Regions from separate parts of the Anser cygnoides genome. Here region 2 is linked to region 1. A link is a contact called in public Hi-C data. All regions are on one chromosome and are shown on one strand. The core of a region is the stretch at or near the end of the contact, and the rest is flanking DNA. Distances in the headings are between cores, read along the strand shown. Region 1 has its middle 130 kb from the start of PIM3. Region 2 holds the start of PIM3 (Pim-3 proto-oncogene, serine/threonine kinase).

The links. A called contact is a pair of places that touch in the nucleus more often than the background predicts.
Region 2: a contact with region 1 is called in a Hi-C map of liver, with 3 times the contacts expected there. The contact joins the promoter of PIM3 here to the enhancer-like site in region 1. A contact is called at or near these places in 3 of 7 Hi-C or Micro-C datasets (granulosa cells and liver).

Annotation. Positions count from the first base shown.
Region 1 is chr1:20,482,397-20,485,576 of Taihu_goose_T2T_genome, reverse strand. No RefSeq gene overlaps it. Among named protein-coding and RNA genes, the nearest start is that of PIM3, 130 kb to the left of the region's middle. Within about 2 kb of position 1,761, at least 2 of the 3 cell types and tissues checked have open chromatin away from gene starts, as enhancers often do. A contact at or near this core is called in liver, where this site is marked.
Region 2 is chr1:20,609,766-20,612,793 of Taihu_goose_T2T_genome, reverse strand. It overlaps PIM3 (Pim-3 proto-oncogene, serine/threonine kinase), which reads left to right and starts at 1,709. Exons shown (of 6, transcript XM_048047960.2): 1 at 1,709-2,017; 2 at 2,333-2,442; 3 at 2,564-2,614; 4 at 2,902-3,028. The coding sequence starts at 1,933.

The DNA.
Region 1 (3,180 bases), core at 512-3,011:
GGTGCAAATTTGAAATAGCTCTTTGATACTTAATATTTAGTTTCTGTTTTGTAGCATTTAAGTAGTTCCCAGGAAAGAAATAAATAAGAACAAGTTTCTTTCATGCGCTGTCCCAAAGTTTCACTCACTGTAACATCAGTTTCACAACACACTATTTAGCCACTTCTACAAGAATTGAATGGTTTTTCTGATGGCTAAGCTATAATCTAGCATGAAAAACAGTAGCAGCACGTGGACTTTGAGGTAGGATTTGGCTTTCAAATCAAGACATCAAAACTGTTTTCCACTCATGAAACATGTAATTGTCCTTGTAAAGAATTGAGATTGGGTTACTACTGCCAGTGAAATTTTAAAAGTGATTAACCAAACTTAGCTGTTCATGTAATGTTTTGTTTATCTAGATACCTAGATACAGGTGTTTTCCTTGGTGGCCTGAACTCTATCCTTTGCATGGGATTCATCTACCAAAGCACAAGCATGCAGTGTTGTTCCTCTTGCCTAAGGCTATCCTATCTGACCTCCACCTGCCACTCAGCAGAAGATTGTCTCTCATACTTCCTGCGTCATATCCAGCTGTCACTGACTGTCTAACTGCTGAAGTCTCAAAATGGCATAGGACAATATTTTGAGGCAACTTAGTTAAGTCTTGCACAGACTGAAGTTACTGACACTTAAGCAAAATTTGGAAATTAGTTTGGAAGATTAAAAAAAATGTGAATATAACCCAGTATCAAAAGGTCCTAGTTTTGAAAGCAATTTATTTTTTGAAAGCAGTTTTCACATTTTTGTTTTTTTGAAAGCAATTCAATTTAATTGCATTTTAATTTGATTTGCATTTTGAAAGCAATTTAATTTTGAAAGCAATTTTCACATTTTTGCTCTGTATTGTTGTAATGTCTCAGCTGAAGCTAAGGGCTAGCTCTACACTACAGGGTTGGACAGAACTGCTTAGTGTGATAGTTCTGCCAGCCTTATGTAACCAAACTATCCATGAACTTAATTTTGCACTGAAGTTTAGGATTTGTTCAAACTCTTCTTTCCCCATCCAGACATATCATTGACAGCTTGAGATAGCTGAATCTAGCAAAATGCTCGCAGCAATCTGTGACAAATGATTTGAATTTTATTTATTTTTTATAGGTCTAATTAGCATTTTATCAGTGCCTTTTATACACATTCTATACTTTTGTGCAAAATTCCCTGGGTTGTTTTTGTTTGATTTGGTTTTGCTTTTCTTTACTTTCCCTCCACCCCCACCCCCCCTCCAGCTGTTAATCTGTTATTTTCTTAGGAAACTGTGTTTAGTCTTCCACTATTTTTCTGGCATTTTGTCTTTAATGACACTATGAGGAAAACATAACAGTATAGAATCTGGGTAAGGACACATCTGAAAATAGATATCTAATGCAGATATGGCAAGTTAAAACAGTGTCCATCTAATGGCCCCCATTTGTTTTCATATGGTCACCAGAGGTCAGTTCAACAATGTCCCCATTGATCCGTTTAACTTTCACTACCATAAGAACAAAGCCCACAAAAGAGAAGGAAGAATGTGCTCATTGTGGTTCAACCGGAATTCACAAACACAGAAAAGATCCTCTCTATTGGCTGTTTCCTCCTGCAACTTGACTTCCGAAATAGGGCTACTCTTTTGTACGAGATGCAAAAATGAGATGCGAAAAAAAAAAAATCCCACCAGAAAGCATGTGACTTCCAGAATTGCCTGTAGCTTTCCTGGCACTGGATTGAGAAATATTTCTTCATCTCGTGTTACATAATCATCCCTGACGCACTGTTTGTTCCAGCTCAGTGCTGTTTTCATCAGATAGGAACCAAAAATCTAATGGAATATGAAGAGTGTCCCTCTGATTTTTTTTCTTGCAAGTTTCATAATTATGAAAATTATTTAAAAATATGTACTGGAAGGAACACTTTTTGAAACCATATTTCTTGTTAGCTAATGTTCTTCTTCACAGTACACATTTCCCCTCTTTTTCCTGTAAGCACACTGTTTACAGCACACTGAGATCCCATTCAAATGAATGAGAGGAAGAACAAGGAAGTGAATGAATGAACGTATACTTGACATAACAACCCATTAAGATAAATTTGCTAAGCAATAACTCAATTTACTTTAATAAAATTACTCCAGAGATTAATTTATCCAGTAATGTTTCAATGGCATATTCTAAAGAATTTACTCCAAATCACATGAAGTAATTGTAATCTTTCCATTGATTTCTGTGATCTGGATCTAGTTTCAGGAGGATTAAATAACTGCTTATCACTTCTCCTTTGCCTTTTTTTTTTTTTTAATTCACAAAATAGATCATTTTATCCACGTAAACCATTTCTCTGGCTAATTGCTCCTTGAACTGTCTATGAAGACAGCTCTCTCATCTCCTTATCAAACTATGACTTCCTTCTGTGCAGTTTTCTGTAAGGTTTAACAGCTCAGACGTCATCACTGTTAAACTTTTTTGTCCTTAAGTTAAAACTAAGTGAATCCTTCTTTCTTAGCATTCCTTTTATTTTGCCTTGTGGAAGAGAATGCCACAAAGCCCTTCATAGCCCACGTTCTGGTCCCTCTGAAATCCCCGATGTCTCTGACCTCTGTGCAACATTCAGTGGTTATGTATTCATCTTTTTAATCCAGTCACTTTCTCTGCAAAGTTGTACCAAATTTGATTTAGAAAACTTACCTTTAAACATGCCCTTGTAATACCCTTCATGTTCTTTCATTTAATTTTTCTACTGTTGATTTTTTCATCTTCCTTGTCACCATATCATAAGCTCTATTTAATATTCCAATACATAAGATTTGCTCTCTCCATGAAAAGAGTTTCACTGGACTCCATTACATATCTAGTGCAGCACCTGATCTCACTGTCTCAGAAGCACATGGAAAAACAAAAAGCACCTGAATCACAGTTTGATTCACTGGTTGTCATCTTGTCTCAGGGTGGAGAGAAGCAAATTGGCTCAATTTATAAATTATCTCAGATAGTTCTCTCATCTTCATGTTCACAATGAAATATGAGGATATATTAAGTGAAGCTTATTGGATGTGTGCTTTGAGCCTAATACTTGATATTTTCATTTAAAAATCTTGAACGATAGAAAAAGGAGTAAGCACATTATTTCTTCAGACAAAATCTAATTGAAATGGCCTGAAAGCAT
Region 2 (3,028 bases), core at 460-2,959, 130 kb before region 1:
GTCTAATCTAATAAAAGATATTACGCCTCCCTAGAAGCCCTTGCTTTGTTTATAGGCATGACTGTCTGAGATTGTAGCACTACTATTATCAGAGAATGCCAACTGCAACACGGCTCTCCCAGCGCCCAGAGCAGAAGGACTGCCAGCTCTTGAAGTGATTGTCCAAAAATACCCTCACTTTAGGGATCCCCGTGCAGTATCAGCTTCTCCGACTTCACTTTTTCCAACACGGGGACACGAAGCGTTCCAGATACACAGCTGGGGCGCGGGTGCTGTGAGGGGGCCTGCGGTGCTGTGAGGCACTCTTTGGGTCTGCTGCCTGCAAATGTTGTGCTGCGCCTTGGCCAAACTTCGGCCTCGCTCGTCTGCGTGCCATCCCTCCGCTTAGCCGCCTCTGGCGAGCGGCCCAAGCAGCTACTGGAGCAATTCTTAAGATGCTATTACACGCCAAGCCCAGCAGACGTTTACTTGTTTCCTGAACCAGTGGCCCACCACCTCTGGCGGGCCGACGCTTAGCAGCCTCTCCCCTCCCTGCCCGCCTCCTCAGCCCAGGCGGCCGCCGGAGGCCTGACGGCGGGCGGCCGTTAACGGCCTCCCCGGGGCCGCTCGGCGGCGCCCCGACAAGCCTCGGGGGAGGACGGGGGCGGCACGGGGGGGCTCCGAGGAGGAGCGGTCGGGGGGGGGGGGGGGCTCCGTCCCCTCACCGCCTCCACCGCCGCGGCTCCCCCCATTCCTGTAGAGGCAGCGCCCCCTGCGGGGCGGGGGCGCCGTGCCGGGAGGATCCCTCAGCCGGCCGCCGCCGGAGCGGGGAGGCAGGGAAGCCCTCGGGGGCGCTCCGCAGGGGCTGCGAGGCTGCGTGACCGGAGAGGAGCGCGGGGCTCACGGGCAGGGGAAGGGGAAGGGGAGACCCCCACGGGGACAGGGCAGAACGCGCTGCCTCGCCAGGCGCCGGCTCTGTGGAGAACAGGGCGGGAGGGGAGGGGAGAGGAAGAGCGGGGGGGGCGGAGGGAGGGGGGGAAAGCGCCGCACCCCGGCCATGGCGGCGGCGTGTCCCCGGCCCCCCCCTTCCCTCCCCGCCCGGCCCCAGACGCCGCGTCTCGGCCCGACGCGCGGCGACCTTCCTGCAGCCGCGGGGCGGGGCCGCGGCGCTCCCGCCCTCTGCCGCCCGCCCCGCCGCATGCAGATGAGGCCCCGCCTCATTGGCCTGCGCCGGGAGCTCTTTGAAAAGGCGCCCGCTGATTGGCCGCCCGGAAACGTTAACGCAAATAGGAGAATCTCCCCCCCCTCCTCCTCCTCCTCGCCCCCCCCTTGCTCGCCGCGGGTGCGCGCTGCGTTCCGCAGCCGGGCGGTAACGCTGCGCGCCGCTTACTACAAACAAGTAGTTCCCGGCCCCCCACCCTCCCCCCCTGCCCGCTGGCGCGACGGGGCGGGCCGGGGACTCCGCAGCCCCCACCGCCGCACTGCGGGCGCCCCGTCGCGGAGGGGAGGAGGGGTCGGGCCGGGGCGGCGGGGAGAGGCGTGTCCCCCCCCCCCCCCCCCCCCCCCCCCCACACACACACCGCCTCCCCCGCGGAGGGATACCCGCTCGGCGCCGTCCGCGCTCTGCCCGCACCAAAATATTGGGAGTTAAGAGGCGGCTCCGCGGCGCCGCCGGCTCAGAAGCGCGCGGGCAGGCAGGGCGGCGGCGCGGCTCCTGCGCCCAGCCCGCTCCCCCCCCGCACCGCACCGCAGGGCCGGCTTTCGGACGCGGCCCCCGGCTGGATAGGGGCCCTTTCGCCGCCGGAGGACGAGGACGAGGAGGGGGATTTGGCGCGGATCCGTGCCGGGGAGGCCGTCGGTGCCCGCCGCAGGGCCACCAGGGAAGCCCCGCGGAGGGTCTGGGCTCGGCAGCGAAGGAGGAGGAGGAGGCAGGGGGCTCCCCCCGCACGGAAGATGTTGCTCTCCAAGTTTGGCTCGCTGGCCCACATCTGCAGCCCCGCCAGCATGGACCACTTGCCGGTGAAGATCCTGCAGCCAGGTACGGCGGGGCGCCGGGGGCTTCCCCCTGCGGGCGGCCCCAGCCCCGTGGCTGGCGCCACGCAGCCGCCTGAAACTTGGGGCTTTACCCTTTTTATTACGATATTTTTTTTTATATAACCGAAGAAGATTTTTGAGGAGGAAAAAAGAAAATGTCTCGTGCAGAATTAGGGCGACGCGTCCAGCGGACGTGCTGGGGGGGGGGATTATATATAAATATATATATTTTTTTTTGATTTTTTTTTTTTTTTAATCCTAATTCCCGGCGAGGCGTAGTCCGGTCGCTAACGCCGCGCTTTCCCTCCCGTTTCCCCAGTGAAAGTGGAGAAGGAGCCGTTCGACAAAGTGTACCAGGTGGGCTCCGTGCTGGGCAGCGGCGGCTTCGGCACCGTCTACGCGGGCAGCAGGATCGCCGACGGCTTGCCGGTGAGGCTCGGGGCGGCTCGGCGCGGGTTGTCGGCGGGCTGCGGGCACGGGGCGAGCCCTGCCCTGCCCTGCCCGGCCCCGCCGCTCACCGCCCCTCCTTTCCCCTCTCCTCGCCCCGCAGGTCGCCGTGAAGCATGTGGTGAAGGAGCGGGTGACCGAGTGGGGCACGGTTGTAAGTATTTAATTCTTTTCTAATTTTATTTTTGGGGGGTGGGCTCCGTCGGGGCTATTGTGTGGGCGGCGGGGCTCGCCCCGCCCGCCGGCGCGGTGTCTGCGTCGGGGGGAATTTGGCGGGGGTTCGCCGCCGCAGCGCCGCGCCCGCCCCTCGGACTGCGGCAGCGGAGGAGCCACCCCGCAGGGCGGCGGTGGGTGGCACTGCCCTGCCTTGCCTCGTCCTGCCCTGCCCTGCCCTGCCCGCCGCCCCCGAGTGACCCACTCGCCTCCCCTTTCTCTGCCCAGGGCGGCGTCATGGTGCCCTTGGAGATCGTTCTCCTGAAGAAGGTGGGCTCTGGCTTCAGGGGGGTCATCAAGCTGCTGGACTGGTACGAGCGTCCCGACGGCTACCTGATCATCATGGAGCGGCCCG